Regions from separate parts of the Gossypium hirsutum genome. Here region 1 is linked to region 2. The links are chromatin contacts, called in public Hi-C maps. All regions are on one chromosome and are shown on one strand. The core of a region is the stretch at or near the end of the contact, and the rest is flanking DNA. Distances in the headings are between cores, read along the strand shown.

Region 1 (3,827 bases), core at 527-3,026, 180 kb before region 2:
CCCTAGAAAGCTTGACTTGTCTGCTTTTGCAGGTGTGCACTAACTCTGCATTGAGGCAAAAGAGGCAAAGCGTTGATCTTGATGAGCTATTAGCAAATTCACCTCCCTGGCCTCCCGTTGTCAGTCCTGCCCAAAACTTCAGGGATGATGAGAAAGAATTAGGCTCGGGTGAGTGGGTGGATAAGGTTATGGTGAACAAGCAAGATACCATTAACAGAGTGGGAAGCCCTCTAGGATGTTGGGAAGCAGAAAATGGGAACTTGTCTGATGTCTTTTACCAGAAATATCTCCACGATTCTTCAAAGATTTATCCAGAAAAATCATATAATATGTTCTTGGGGGCTAATGGATTCAATATGGCCAGTGCTGATGACATAGATGATATTGATGTTGCAACCAGTGACTCGTCCGAGCCTGATTTGCTCTGGCAATTCAATTCGACCAAACTTAGCAGCATAACCAATGGGATTGAGTCCAAGACCAAGAGACCCACTCCAAAATCAGCAAGAAACCCAGATATGAGGTAAGCTAATACATACATTCTCATGTTGCCATCATTGTAAGTTTGTCGACATGTTACTAAAAAGCTGGTTAATTATCTGCAGCAAAAATCTACATCCTATGTCAGGGCCATCACCGTCTAGGAAACTAGCAAATGGAGCTGGCCAACCTTTGCATCGAAATATGAGGCAGCCACCAGCTGCTGACGGGAAACGCAGAACTGGGAGTAGAAAATAACAACTTTATACACCATTATAACCACGTTGGAGTGATTTCTGATTCTTTTCTTCTTCTTTTTTTAATTTCTTTTTGCCTCTTATATTTTTTAGAGAGTGAGAGAGAGAAATGTGTTGAATATACAGATAACCTTTTTCTTTCATTGTAATTTTTTTTATGGTATAGTTAAAACTCAGCAATAATTCCAGTTGCATATTTGTTTATTAAGGACAAGTTGTGCAGATGATGCGTCCTGCCTTGGGTTTTTGTGTAAAGACTGCTTTTCTTCAGTGTTTGAGAGAATTAAAAGTCTTATTGCAATGGCTCTGCAATTACCATACAATTAGTTTGGGTTGAAGATGTCCTTTTTGAGTTGTTTTCAAGTTATGTCTGAGCTTATGCTACTTTCTGCAAACCGAGACAAAAGGATCAGTCTCTGTATTCATGTAATTATGTTACAAATTCCAAAAGCTGACATGAAAATAATATGTAATTGTCACAGGCTGTAATAGGAGTCAGATTGGTAAATGAACAAATTAATCTTTATTTATGTATTGCGTCAAAATGCAAAATGATCCTAAATGAGTCACTCTACTAATTTATTTATTTTTTAAGCAGAGCAAAATGCAATATTATTATATTACAGGGCCTTTATATTACTTTTATTTCAAATACTCTTCCCCGTGTAATCCTTTTTACATGAATCAAGAAGAGCAAGCAGGTATTGTAGCGAATGAGTCCTTTAAACAAAAAACCAAGTTTGGCATTCTTAGCCATTTAATTGTAACTTCATTACTGAACAAAAGAGAGAAGCAATGACGAAAGGAGCAAATATCCTGATATTCAATACGATTAGACACGAGGAGCAATCATGTTATACCAATCAAACTCAAAAAGTAACATGGAAGCCATCTGGTTCGATTGCTAGGCAGCAGGCAACATGGACGGCAGAAGGTGTTGCAGCAGAGGGGACTAATCAAATCCTTTTTTATAAGAGGTAGAAGTTAGAATAATAGAACCCATGATAAAGTCATAGGAACAAAGCCCATTCATGACTCTTATTCTAGAATTTGGGAGAGGTTAGGTCCATTCTCCTTTGGCGTGAGGGATTAGTAATAGCTATCGGCAAACCGAATGAAAATGACAGATCTCCGTTGAATAAAGTCGTGACAGCCCACCTTTGACCCATACCGCAGCCCAAGACCAAGCTACCCATCAAACCATTCTCACTTTTATTAGGCTTGCTTTGGCAGCTCCTCATTGGCTGCTTTGCTTACCCTCCGAAACTCCAGAAAAGCCAGAGATTCCCCGACAACTCCGGCGCCAACTGTACTCCATACCCTATCTCCGCCCTTCTCGACTACCGCACCCTCGTTACTAAGCCCTTTCTTTGATCTGAGGTTTATTCCTTCTCTTTTTCGACAATTATTTTATTTTATTTTTTACAGTTCACTTTGTTTGAAAAACTTGATCTTGAATGTTTTGTTGGTTTATTGTTATTACGTTGGATTAAAGTTCTTTTTTTTTTTTGAAGTAAGAAATGGCGATGTATATCGTATCTCGGCGACTCTCCGCTGGATCCACCACCTCCCAGCTGGTCACCTCTCTCCGTTATGCCACCTGCTGGAGATCCTTCTTCACGTCTTTTAGGGAGGAACGAGACACGTTTGGCCCCATTAACGTCCCCTCCGATAAGTTCGTCTTTCCCTCTCATCACATTGTGTGTGTGTGTTTTAATTCGCACCATTAAAAAAGAAGTTTTGAATAGAAGAGGGAAGTAGTTATACTTGTTGCTTGTGCTGTCACTGCGTTTTTAGATTGTGGGGAGCGCAGACTCAGAGATCGTTACAGAATTTTGAAATTGGGGGAGAGCGTGAACGGATGCCTGAACCTATTATTCGGGCCTTTGGTGTTCTCAAGAAATGTGCTGCCAAGGTTCATCTCTGATCTGATCACTGAACCCAAATAGTTCTCAATTTTTAAGTGTTTGCATATGTTAATTGTTTTCTTCATTTAGGTTAACATGGAATATGGTCTTGATCCAACCATTGGGAAAGCCATAATGCAAGCAGCTGAAGAAGTAGCCGAAGGAAAACTCAACGATCACTTTCCGCTTGTCGTTTGGCAAACTGGTAGTGGCACCCAGAGTAACATGAATGCCAATGAGGTCTTTGCAACTTTTTTGTATTCATTAGTTGAATAGATATTTTTGTCATGTGAGAATCATTTTTACAGTAAATTTATAGCTTAATTTGCGATTCTGGAAATTTCCAGGTAATTGCTAATAGAGCAGCTGAGATCCTTGGACATCAGCGTGGTGAAAAGTTTGTGCACCCAAATGATCATGTGAACAGATCTCAATCTTCTAACGACACATTCCCCACTGTAAGCTGAAATTACCGTCTAACTTGTTGGTTTCTTCCTTCTTTAGATTAATCTTTCAAAAATCCAAGAATTCAACTAGGCCAACTTATGTGTCCTCAGCTTAGCACGGTAAGTTTTGAGCTGCCTCTTTACTTATGCTACATTTTCTTCTTTCTCCAGGTAATGCACATTGCAGCTGCTATGGAAATAAACTCAAGATTAATACCAAAATTGAAAATTTTGCATTCTACTTTACATTCAAAGGTTTACTTTGCTTTGCTTTTGCCTCTACATTATAGTGTTATTTATGTATGATGTCTCTTACTCTTAACTTTTTTCTGATGGAGATCTTTGCCTTTTTATGCCTTTGTTTCCCTCACATCCTTATTGACTTCTGTTGCAACATCGGCATCTACTGTCTGAAAGGGATTTTTCTGGCCATGCCTGATTGTCAATGCCAATATCTTTTTATTTGAGTTCTAACTCTTTGGCTCTTTGATTCCTTATGTTAACAACACTCTTGTCAATGATGTTTTCTTTTATAGTCTTTATAATATTATCGCCTCTTCTTGGTGAACCATTGTGATTTGCTTTTGACTCTCTCTCTCTCTCTCTCTACACACACTCGCACACACATATATATAACGGCTACTTGGTCCAATAATCATAACTGTCTTTGTGTTTTATGTTTGCTCCCATACCAGCGAGTATTTAATTTGGATGGCTTCAAACTCAAGTTAAGTTTT
Region 2 (3,633 bases), core at 360-2,859:
GTTGCTCCGACTTCATTTTTGTTTAAGTACTCGTGTCCAACACATGGGAATGGTATGTGATCTCCGAGAATTCATACATGAAGAAACTTAAAAATGTCTGACCATACCCGTGTTGGACTTATAGCCGTATCAAACACTCGCATTCGACTATGAGAAACATAGATCAGGCCAGAATTCTTTCCAGTCAAGATTAAGGGGCTCCTTTAGACAAGAGAGAAGAGTAATAAAACAGAAGTTGAATGAGCAAAGGTTATAGAGAATCCCCTTCTAAATGAGCAAAAAGTAGTTGAATTAAATGTTTCCGCATCAGAATAACATAATTTAATAATAAATTACAATGGCATGCAAAAAGACAGTAAATTAATAGCTTTTTTGACAGCATGGAAATGGAAGCAAAGCAATGATTACCGACAAAATGACCACGGAGCTCAATATCTGGGGCTTCCCACCCTCCATATGGCTTCCCAGGCGTTGGCAAATTTGCAGTTTTCCTAAAACTCCAAACCAAATTATCCACATCCAGCATCAATAAATACTTCAAGTTGGTCTCTTGTGCTCTTCCTTGAATCGAATCTGAATCCAATCTAACGTCATGCAGAGATATCTCCTTCAAGAAATCTCCACCCACCTTGAAACTACCAGGATTCTTCATTTTCTTATACATCATTGACCAACTCAGTTCATCAGCTTCTTGTCTTAAGATTTTCCTTGGTAATAAATCAGACCAAGCGGAGTCATCAGTTGGGATCAAGTGGTAATGAGCAAACATCTCTTGTTTCCATGTCTCGTTATGTGATTTCAACAGTTGGTAACGAAAAGTATGCGATGAAAGTTGAGTTGGAGTGTTGGTACACTCCTTGCTCAAAACACTCCCAATTACGGATAAAATAGCTAATACTTGAAACAGAGTAGAACCCTTCATTTTTCTTTCAACGAAAACTTCAAAGAAAAAAAAAACCAAATATTTCTATAGAATTAAATTAAAGATGGTAGCGAAACTGAGACAAGGATCAAAGAAGTTCTCCAAGAACACCAATGAACATTATCCAAAACCCAGAAAGGACAACCAAAAAAATGTATTGAATTGAATATTCCCAACACAGTAAAAATCATTAAGACCCCATTAGAATAATAATAATTTTATATAGGTTGCAACTTTATTAACAAATTACCCAGAAACCTAAAAAGAAGCAGCTAAGACCCCAACTTCAAGCTAAGAAGGATAGAAGAAAAGAATTATAGTAGGAATAGTTTAAAGCATAGCGCAACATGTGACTCCCGATTCTCTTCATTTATACAAAAAAAAAGAAAAGAAACAGAGCAGAGAACCCCAAGCATTCAAACAAAGTTAGAAAGACATCTCGTGAAAGGTAAGAAATGTTTTTATCTTTTTTTATGCTTTAAAATTGGATAAAAAATAATTGAAATACAAAGATTTTTTATAGGGGGAAGAGTCAGAGAATTATCACGGGTAATAAGTCATTTTCCAAGGGGGTTTGGTTTGTCGACTGAGTCAGACACAGAGACAGAATCGGCATTTCTAGTTTTACAGTGAAAGAGAATCACGAAGCAAAGTAAAGGAGAATCTCCGTGATCTTAAGTGAAACCCATCCATTTATTTCAACTGCCTTCGCTTAAAAGTCAGGATTTTTTAGGTCTAATTATGGTTTTAGTCCTTTACTATGTTGAATTTCAAATTTAATCTTATTCTATACTGGTAGATCCAACTTGATGACGTTATTAATTGTTCTTTTATGGTTATTGGTGCACTTAAGGCAGCTAGAAAATTTAGTTAGAATTTAAACATATTCATTTAATAATTAACAACTGTTTAAGATTATTTTTCCTACCAACAATCTCTTAATCCAATAGTAAGAGTATAATGTTGTAGAAATAATTTCATTAAAGTATACAAATTAAATCTAAAACATTTGAAGGAGGATTACAATAAGAATTATGCCTTTTTGTTTTTTCGCTTTCTCTAGTTTTTGTTACCATAATTCTGTGCCATCCATGCGTTTTTTAAGGCTTAATTGCCACGTTGAGTCTGGGTTAAACTTGTTATTCAACATTTAAATTAATTTAACAACAACAATCATTTTAAATGTATTATTTAAAAATAAATAAATTTTATTGTCTACGTGTAAATACTTAAATACTGTTTTTAATGCAATAGAATGTAAGTTTGTATGTTGAAGTGAATTATCTTTTTATTTATGAATGGATTAAGAGATTATACTTAATTTTAGGTGTTGTATAAAAAATTTAATCTATTTTAATCATTTAAACTTGCTTGTAAACTTTTTTTTCTTTTTACCGATATTATACCAATAATATCCCTTAATTGGAGATGGAATCCATTCCAAGGCTGACATATTATTGTTGTAATTGGTTTTTTAACTTTTTAACAACTTTTTAATGTTTGACTGGGATTAAATTTTTGAATCAAGATGTTTTCAAAATTTGAAAAATCTGTAAAATTTGTAGAACGTAATTTTTTATAAATTAAAAATTAAATTATATCCGATTACCAGAACAAACCAATCATTGAAATATTGAAGAGAAAAAGAACATCTATTTTGAAATAAATAAATAAATAATAAATCAAGTTAGTGATTTATAGATATCGAAGAAAGAGAAAATATATCGTATAAGTTAATAAAGTCGTGATTTTTTTTTTAAATCATGGAGTTAAACACAATTTGGCACTATTCTTTTTTAGATCCCTTCAAGCTTGGGATTCTATTTGTTTTCTCATCCTCTACTTGTTTTATTTTTTATTTTTTGGTAAAACAATTTTCAAGTTATTTAATTTGAGGTTCCTTCTATTATTTGAAATTAAAAATTCTAATAAAAAATTGACATCTGACATCCTACAAAGTAATATTTAAAGTACCCAAATAGACATTTTCAAAGTGGATATACCATATCAAATGATATAACAAAATACAGGGACCAAATATGGTATTATTCATTTTTCTTTTTGGGCTTTCTTTTCTTCACTCCAAATCACACGTGCCAAATCATTAGAGAGAGAGAGAGAGAGAGAGAGAGAGAGAGAGAGAGAGAGAGAGAGAGAGAGAGAGCTAGCTGTAAACAGAAAGGGGCAGCCAAATATTAAACGGTGCCGTAAATGTGTGTTGGTTTGTTATAGAATCTTTGTTGGACCATCACTATTTGTGCTTTGACAATATTTAGTAATTACTGAATGGAGATCACATGTTCCGGCGCGAATAATGTTAAGTATCTTAATTAAATCAAAATTTTTATTTTTATCAAATAATGGTTTGCATGAGGAAACTAAACTATATTCTTTCTATTTTGGTTTCTCAATTATAAAAAATTTTCAATTTTCAATTTTTGAATTTTGAATTCTTCTTTAATTATGCTTCAGTTATATAGTTAACCAAAAGATAATACATTCTCTTAAAATTAATATAATGGTGAATTTAATTCTTAATGTTTATATATTTTTTAATTTGGTTTAAATTTTAAAAAAGTTAGCTTTAAATGTTTATACATATGGTCAATTTGATATGAGTTATTTGTACCAAACATCCCTAAACTACAAACCTAATTATAAATTAGTCTTCAAACTTTAAAATATTCTAAATATATTTCTAAACTATTAAG

The links. Hi-C and Micro-C count contacts between places; a contact is called where the count stands out from the background.
Region 1: a contact with region 2 is called in a Hi-C map of hypocotyl, with 4 times the contacts expected there. The contact joins the promoter of LOC107953056 here to the promoter of LOC107953094 in region 2. A contact is called at or near these places in 2 of 34 Hi-C or Micro-C datasets (hypocotyl and leaf).

Annotation. Positions count from the first base shown.
Region 1 is chrA07:26,621,965-26,625,791 of Gossypium_hirsutum_v2.1, reverse strand. LOC107953056 (fumarate hydratase 1, mitochondrial) reads left to right here and starts at 1,776. Exons shown (of 18, transcript XM_016888281.2): 1 at 1,776-2,117; 2 at 2,256-2,412; 3 at 2,535-2,652; 4 at 2,735-2,884; 5 at 2,992-3,102; 6 at 3,262-3,345. The coding sequence starts at 2,258. It overlaps LOC107953055 (kinesin-4-like), which reads left to right. Exons shown (of 19, transcript NM_001398630.1): 18 at 33-523; 19 at 606-927. The coding sequence ends at 738.
Region 2 is chrA07:26,438,354-26,441,986 of Gossypium_hirsutum_v2.1, reverse strand. LOC107953094 reads right to left here and starts at 1,609. Exons shown (of 12, transcript XM_016888316.2): 1 at 409-1,609. The coding sequence starts at 922.